Linked DNA regions of Sus scrofa: region 2 is linked to region 1. A link is a contact called in public HiChIP or PLAC-seq data. All regions are on one chromosome and are shown on one strand. The core of a region is the stretch at or near the end of the contact, and the rest is flanking DNA. Distances in the headings are between cores, read along the strand shown.

Region 1 (4,533 bases), core at 1,856-4,355:
CTCCTATACTCAGATGTTTTAGGTTATAAGGAAGGTCAAAAAGGAACTACTCACCTCCATTTGCCTCTCAGATATGTGATCTCCTTTTCCTCCACACCCCCTTCTGCCCAATCACAAAACTTACTGCTACCTCCAGACTTTCCTTCTTGATCTTCCCTCCATTTGGAACTTCAATTTCTCAATCTTTTTTTTTTTCCCCAGCATCACTTAGGAGTAAATCGTTCTTTATAACCTTACCACTTAAAATAGTTCTATGACCATACCATACTCCTTCCACACTTTGTTTTCCCCAGCTTCAGTGGTTTTCATAGCACCATGTGACAGTTTTACCTGTTTTGTTTGTGCCTCCTCCAATAAAAGTTACATGAGAAGTATTGTTCTGTTCACTACAGTAGTGAATTCTTGTAATTCCATAGCAGCAAACAGTGCCTGGTATGATTTTGCATGTTTGTTAAATTAATATCATCACATGAATTATTTCCTCAAATTGGTACCCCAGCTCCAATATCGTCTGATTCTTTTCATTGTTAAGCACCAGGGTGGTTAAACCGCGCCCCAATGAGTTAAGCATCCCCACAGCAGCGGCTGGGGTCCCTGCGGAGGTGAGGGTTCGATCCCCAGCGGCAGCACAATGGGTTAAAGAATTCGACATTGCAGCAGCTGCGGGCGTAGGTCACAGCTGTGGCTCGGATTCAATCCCTGGCGCCCAGGACCGCCACGAACGTAGCCATAAAATTTAAAAATAAAAATAAAATAGTTCAGATTCCCAGTGATTCCATTGATTTCTGACTCAAAGAATCACCCTAGAGCAGGCCACGAGGAGGAAATACCTGATGCAACCCTGCAAAACAGGCAGGCAGGATACCAAAGGAAAATAAATTCGCCAGGAAACAAGTCAAACCAGGACATTCTATAGGGCAGGCCTACGACAAATCAATGTCAAAAAAACTAAGCGGGATCTCTGAGGAGAGAAAACTTAGAGACCTGAGACACAACAAAAGCCTGATTGGAATCTCCTCTAAGCAACCCAGATACCTAAAAAAGCATAACAGGGATTGGTTAATGTGAACAGAGTATTAGATATTAGGGAATTTGGTTTTAGATTGACAGCAATTATATGAGAGCTTTAAAAAAAATAGTGCATACTTACGAATGTGAGGTAAAATATCCTGATGCCAGAATATGTGTTTTTTTAAATCATGTCTACTTAACAACTGCTAAGCTTAGCTGTCATTTATTTTCTTTAAGTAACCCTTCATATGGACAACGTTTTTCCTAACAGGAAGCCAGAATTTAGTGGTCTCTATAACCTAACAATACATGCTAGCTCTCTCCGCGTGTACATTTTAATTTTGCTCCCTGTCTTTTGTACAAGTTCTAGTTAGCAGAGCCGAGCAACGTCTCCACACGCCACCCGAGCCGAGCAGCGCGCGCCCCTGCCCAAGGTTAACATGCCGCCTCCCTCACGAATTCGCCTTTGTTCCGGGCCCGCGTCCCGCCGCAAACACGGCCTTTCTTTGTTCCTCGGCCTCGCCGCCATTTTGAGCCCGGACCACGGACGGGGGAGGGGAGGCTTGCGGCGCTCCGCCGCGGGCCGTTTAAGCTGAATTCTCTCTAGTATTCAACACCAGACGTACACGACTCAAATTGGAATGCTCCAGAACTGAAAAAGGAATCCTTCGGGGTAGAAAGTACCGTAACTTACTTCACTGGCCCATGAACGTAAAGCTGGACGATAAACATCAGCCTAAAACCACGTTACCCGAAGCGCAAACACACAGCCCAGCACACTTCCAAAGCCTTAGGACGCGAGCTAAAAAGTACTAGTTTTAGTTTAAAACGTACACACTTCGTTATCTGCTTTCACAAACACCGAAGTATAAAAGAAATCAGCAAGTGCCGGCTCTTTCGCAGAAACACGTGGGCGGCCCTGAAAAGGGCCTTTGGTGGAAAATGTTAGGTGGCAGGAATCGGGAGACTTAACCGCCAAAGCCGTAGAGGGTGCGGCCCTGGCGCTTCAGCGCGTAGACGACATCCATGGCGGTGACGGTCTTGCGCTTGGCGTGCTCGGTGTAGGTGACGGCGTCCCGGATGACGTTCTCCAAGAACACCTTCAGAACCCCACGGGTCTCCTCGTAGATGAGCCCAGAGATGCGCTTGACCCCCCCACGCCGAGCCAAACGACGAATGGCGGGCTTGGTAATACCCTGGATGTTATCCCGCAAGACCTTACGGTGGCGCTTGGCGCCCCCCTTTCCGAGCCCCTTTCCGCCTTTACCACGACCAGACATGGCAGCGAGGATTCGGAAAGCTTGCAGAAAAGTGAGAGACCGAAGAGGCAATTGCCTTATATGAGCGGATTGCGGACCGAATTGAAGACTGAGGGCGCGCTCTCCGGAACACTTTCATTTATCCTGCCGGCCCCTCCCTTCGTGGGCCCGTTGAGTAGTGACGTCATGACGCCTTAGTCCCCGCCCGCCTAGAGAACCCTCGGCTAAGTTATTGGTCGCTGATCCGGCATCTCTAAGTGGAAATTTTCGGACCTATTTTACAAATTCGTCAGACTACAGAAATCAACTTTTTTTAAAACTGATTTTTTTAAAACTGATTATCTTCCCGTTTGGGATGCTTTGAGACAATTGCGCAGAAGCCTTGACCCACACGACCGGAACTGCTGCAACCTTCGTAAGAATGCTTTGCCCCCCACGTTTACGGTGCCACCAGTATTACTGCTCCCTGCAAACAAAATTCTTCAAACCCAAGACCCACTCCGGAGTTTAAAAACTGCAAGATTTCAGCTTCATCACCAAGCCAAGGGAAATTTGACCAAAACGATTTTCTTACCAAAACCGAATATCTGGTTGGTTAGTGATTCTGTGGCTCGCCCGCCACGCGGACGCCCGTGTTCATTTCCCGTTTTGTTTTCTTTCCTTTCCCTGTATGTTAAATCCTGTAATTCTCATTTAATTATGTAACAATTTACCTCACCTCTGAGCCCAGTACCTTAACACTGTGTTAATGTTTACTACTCTTCATTTTATTTTCTCTGATTCTGGTAGCGAGATTGTTGCGGAGATTTGGCAACTTGTAGTCAAGGTATTGAAATAAATAAGCGACTTCTGACAGATTTCTTTAGAGGCCAAGTCTCCGCTGATTCACGTTAACTACATTACAAGTAAACCTTTTTGTAACAAGCAGCAGAGTGGCGCAGCGGAAGCGTGCTGGGCCCATAACCCAGAGGTCGATGGATCGAAACCATCCTCTGCTAACTACTGTTTTTCTTTCTTTCTCCCTTCCTCATTACTTCTCTAGTTAAAATTCTGTAGCTTGGTCTCACAATAACGAAAGAAAATAAAATGCCACTCTCCCCCCCTTTTTTTTAAATGCTGGAACTAAAATGGTTTCCTGAAAACAAACGTGAAACTGTTATGTGAGTTCTTCTGGATGCCAGAGTGACCATGCTATTGTTGCCACCAGTTATCTTGACAGATCTCCTAGCCCTGTGAAGCCAGGAAAATGCTGAAATAAACTGGGCAGAGGTGAAAGCCAAGACATTGAGTTATATTTCCTTCTATAGCATAACTCGGAAAGCACCACTTTTAGGTAATTGTGGCCATGTGGTTAAGGTAATAGACTAGACATCTACAGGCGCTGATCCTAGCGCTGATTCTTTGCAACTATTAGAGTTTTAATCTTGGGAATAAATAAGCAGCAGTTTGAGAGAGGGCAAAGTTTTGGTGGCCATGATTATACTCTGACCTGAAGAAAAACCACTTTGGCCTCTGCTGGTAAATGAGTTTTTACCCTCTACCTTCCTTTACAATTTCTAACAGAACTATTCTCTATTTCTAACAGAACAGAACTATTTCTAACAGAACATGCTCATTTTTAAAATATATGTGTGGACTGTTTTATACTTCTCTCTCTCAGAAAGGATTCCTATTCAGATATCTATGTGTTAGTTGCCTGCTAGGTGCTAAGGCATTAAGTAGCCTGCAGTGTAGGCATGCTTTTAAACAAGTAAGTATGTAAGTATGTATAATACAAGAATGTATAATATAGACATTTCTTTTAGAAGATTGTACACTAAGTGAGTTGGGAACAAGGGTAATTATGGCTGTTTCTGTCCACCCTAGGGCCACGCAGTAGTTGGTGATTCACAGGAAGGATTCGCATGAATCAACATATACCCAAGGTTAAAATTTCTTACAGCAAAGGAGAAAGTGCAGACACAACAAAGAAAAGATATACACAAGCAAATACTAGAGAAGGCTTTCTTGCCTTCCATCTTCAGGAATGACACAGATGCCCTTCCTGACTGAAGCGGAAAGTCATGGAAAGCAAGACACCTGTCATGCTCAACAATTTTTGCCTGGATTTCCTTGCCAATGATATCAAAGATGGAGTGTGTATCTTTTCCTTGCTGCGCCCTATATATATATATATGTGTATATATATGTGTATATATGTGTGTATATATGTATATATATGTATATATGTATATATATGTATATATGTATATATATGTGTATA
Region 2 (4,270 bases), core at 1,337-3,836, 270 kb after region 1:
GACTGTTTTTGTTGGATGTGCATGAAAGCAATATATTGCTAGGAAAAAGTAGGATGCTAGAATGTACAATAGTAAAGTACATTTCCAGCTTAGCATTATAGGTTTACATGTCAGTCAGTTAAACCATTAAAAGAGGACACATGAGAATGCTATTGGCTGGGAAAAGAAGGGGTATTTATGAAATCAGAGGTAACTTGACAAGGTAAAGATTGCTTTTGCTAATCATGCGCACATGGAACTTAGGAAAAGTAGATATTGCAAAGACAATATCTTAAGTCTCAAGGTTAGTGGGGGCCCAAATGAGAAGAGCACCATATTCTCTCCTGAGCTTTGAACTGACCCTGGAAAACAAAGCAGATATGCAAATACATTTCTGCTGATGTCAAAAAAAAAAAAAAGGAATAAAGGGAAACTATAAATATATTTAGCAATCAAATTGTTCACTGTAAACAGTGGTCACTTCCTCTCTCCTTTATATACAGCCTCTCAGTCTACACATTACAAACATAATTAATTACTCCACGTTTGCTTTGAGGCACCCATTCCCTTAAAAAAAGACAACTGTTCCTTGTTTTAAAAGGCTTGAAAAAGGAATCGTGTAGGAGCCAGAGAACCCGAATTCAAATCCTAGTTACGCAGCTTACATTTTGGCCAAGCCACTTCTGATAGTAAAGGATTCCTGCTAAATTTGCTGAATGTAATAATGATATTGCATTCATATAAAGAAAAGAAAGTGGTATAAAATAAAAAGAGTTCTTATCTCTAAGACATACAAGCTGAAGAAGTTAGGGTGAAATGATATGTCTAGGTTTTACTTTAAAACACTCCCACTCCCATCTTCAACCCCCTCCTCCTCCCACCTATATACACAAAAACAGTATTAGAAGGATAGAAGAAACAAGATTGGTTAAATGATGATTGTAAAACCAATTACATGGGAGTTCATTATCTAATTACATCAACTTATATACGTTTGAAAATGTCCGTAATAATGTTTAATAATAAGTTTGACATCTCAGTCACCTAAAGGGCTAGAAGCTAATTTCTTTTTCTTTTGTAAACACTCTGTTCACATGACTGAAAATCCAGCCTGTTCTCGCTTATATTCAGTTGTGTTCACTGGTACATTTCTTTTTAATTTTTATGACTTTTCTGGGTCTCTCAGATATAAACTCCACAAGAGATTGACTGTTTTGTTTATTTATACTTATTAATCACAGTGAGTGATCAGAGATTATTGTTTACATATTATAGCAATGAAAATAACTACCCCTGTAGGATTGCTTAGAACTAAATTAAGAAAATAAATGTAAAAGTACTCAAAGAAGCCCTATGTAAAATTTACTTCAAATCAGCATCATAGTAATTACTGAAAATTTGAATCATTTACCACACTTTATCACACCAAAATTTGATTTTAAGCATTGCTCCATGGAGATCCCTATTGTCTTATTAAGAAAACTAAGTAACTTAAAGAATGAAATTGTTTTAAAGAATCTCTTAGGGCAGCATAAAAATGTATATGTAGTTTGTATTTTTTGCCCAAATTAAAATCTAGCAGCACACATGTTAAAATGAGTTATTAATGCATATATTCGAAACTATATTTGAAAAATGTTTGGATTCAGAATATTTAAAAGGTCAATTGAGCCATAAATGGCCAATGATACAAATGAGTTTTAGATTCAAATACAGTTTTCTGATGTTACCCAAATATTACATTTAAAATGATTCATGGAATTCCCGTTTTGGCTTGGTGGGAAACCTGACTAGTATCCATGGGAAAGCGGTTCGATCCTGGCTTCGGTCAGTGGGTTAAGGATTCACACACAAACACCCCCCCCCCCGTCCCCTCCCGCTCCCCCCACCCCCACCCCGCGTTGCCTTGAGCTGCGGTGTAGGTCGCAGAAGCGCTCAGATCCCCTTTGGCTGTGGCGTAGGCAGGCAGCTGCCGCTCGATTTGACCCCTAGCCTGGAAACGTCCATCAGCCTCCGGTGGTGCCCTAAAAAGATAAAATAATAATAACAACGAATAAAATAAAATGCTTCAAAGACATTCAATAAGAGGAATACTTGCTTTGAAGGTAGGTTGTCTTCTAACTCGTTAAAGATCACCACCTAACTAACCAAACTAGGAGCTCTAAGCAAATGTGCCCTAGAAGCCCACAGGAATTCTGGATGCTCACACACTCAGACATAACCTTCAACAGCGTGGTGGTCCTCCCACCTTCACCCCTTCCGCAAGCGCAAACAGGAGGAGAAGCATCCGGGAGAGAGGCAAACGGAAGGGCTCCGCGACCTTCAGCAGCAGAAGCCTCGCCCACCTACTCTGCCCACTGAAGGTCCTCTTTGGAATGTTCGAGGCAGTCGGTCTCCCAGTGTTTGCACTAAATATCCATCTTCGTTGCCGCTAGCAGAGCACCTTCCGCGCCATCGGGATCGGTGTGCTCTGGTGGGGTTCGCTGCTGAACCCAGTCCGCCTTTGTGCGCAAGATGCAGTTACGGGACTCCGGAGACGGAAGGAGGCACTTTGGCAAAGACGTTAGATATTCCTGCATAGGCCCTGTAATGAGTGACCGGAAGCAAGACACAAGTGCTCCAGTGGCGCAATCGGTTAGCGCGCGGTACTTATATGGCAGTATGTGTGCGAGTAATGCCGAGGTTGTGAGTTCGATCCTCACCTGGAGCATCGTTTTATAATCGCTATGTTAGAATTTGTCCTGTAGCTTTCATTCTTACCCAGCTACGTAGATCGATCTCCGACAAGCCATTACGGACAGAATGAATGTGTTGTGCCGCAGTGAGTTAACTTCTTTGATTCTTTGCCATTACGGACAGAATGAATGTGTTGTGCCGCAGTGAGTTAACTTCTTTGATTCTTTTATCTTTACCTATCTTGCAAACTGATCTCAAATAAAGAACATCTCCTGATGGCCTCTTCTCACTTTGCTCTTATGATCATCATTCCTCAGAGATTCCCTGGCACACACTTAGAGATCGCTATGAAACTTCCCAGAGTCGATAAGCATTGAACTCCATTAGAGAGAATCAAAAGTGGGAACTTGGTTGGGGTTCCTGTTTGATGAAAGCTCTAGTTTGGGGGGGAAAAAACCCAAAATACTGATTTCTGAAAACAGCATCACCTGTAGTATCCCTTCCCCTTCATTTTTCCCCTGATGAGCCAACAACTATGCAGCTTTTATCAACTGAGACACAAATCCTGACATCCTCAGGTGTTCCAACCATCTGGGCCTGGAAAAGGAGGAGTGATAATTCCCCAGAGACCAGAGCTCTGTAGAACAATGTAATAGGAAAAAAACCATATTGTTGTGAGTGAGGTAGGTTGGAAGTAGGTAGTGATTTTGATTTAAAAATATGCTTCCCCACCCAGCTCCACAATGATGCAAGAAGTCTGCCTGGTCAAAGATCTTATCACATGCCTCCCTACTCACCCCAAGAGGGTGAATTGAACTAAGTAATTTGGAGTACTTTTCCTAGCAGTAAATATTATCCCAAACTTGAGAGCACATATGTCCCAACCAGGACAGGTCACAGAAGGTGCATGGAATAAAGCTGGGTCCAGAGAACTCTCTCTTGTGGTTTGGATTTCTTGAAGTCCTGCATGTATCTGTACATTGTCCAGTCAGAGTTGTCTCCCGGGGAAGGGTAGGGAGGTCCCATCCAGGAAAGCACCAGGTAATAATAAAAGTGAACACTTTATCATGTCATAGCTCATGCTATCTTGGAAGATGTCAAAGTATATATTTAGGTTATTTGCAGTATTTTGAATCATACTGATATCTTATTTAATATGATTTTAATTCCTTAGATTTAAAAACTAAATCATTGGACTAACTGAGGTAAACTGAGGCACATAAAATTTACCAGAGTTTATTTGAGCAAGTATCCATTCAAATCAGGGAGTGCCAAACAAAAAGTGCTTAGGAGGCTCTGCAGGCAAAAGCTGGTGGGAAGGCTTTTATAGAGATGTCAGAAGCAAAGCAAAGAGAGGATTTGATTGGCTATACCTTAAGATTGCTTTATGTGAGAAAACCTGGTTGGTTCCTTGTGATCATTTTTCTTTCTTTCTTTCTTTCTCTCTCTTTCTTTCTTTTTCTTTTTCTTTTTCTTCCTTTCTTTCTTTCTTCCTTCCTTTCTTCTTTCTTTCTTTCTTTTTTTGTCTTTTTAGGGCCTCACCTGCGGCATATGGAAGTTCCCAGGCTGGGAGTTGAATCATAGCTATAGCTGCCAGGCCTACACCACAGTCACA

Evidence for each region. HiChIP or PLAC-seq counts read pairs in DNA pulled down with a chosen protein or histone mark.
Region 2: a contact with region 1 is called in an H3K27ac HiChIP or PLAC-seq map of alveolar macrophages. The contact joins the promoter of TMEM225B here to the promoter of LOC110261673 in region 1. A contact is called at or near these places in 1 of 5 promoter capture datasets (liver), 1 of 47 Hi-C or Micro-C datasets (embryonic fibroblasts) and 1 of 2 datasets of contacts at active chromatin or transcription factors (alveolar macrophages).

What each region holds. Positions count from the first base shown.
Region 1 is chr7:20,909,269-20,913,801 of Sscrofa11.1, forward strand. It overlaps LOC110261673 (histone H4), which reads right to left and starts at 3,106. Exons shown (of 1, transcript XM_021099847.1): 1 at 1,219-3,106. The coding sequence starts at 2,291. The coding sequence ends at 1,980. It overlaps TRNAM-CAU (a tRNA gene), which reads left to right and starts at 3,197; the gene lies at 3,197-3,268.
Region 2 is chr7:21,180,369-21,184,638 of Sscrofa11.1, forward strand. It overlaps TMEM225B, which reads right to left and starts at 2,587. Exons shown (of 6, transcript XR_002346121.1): 1 at 2,187-2,587. It overlaps TRNAI-UAU (a tRNA gene), which reads left to right and starts at 2,596; the gene lies at 2,596-2,689.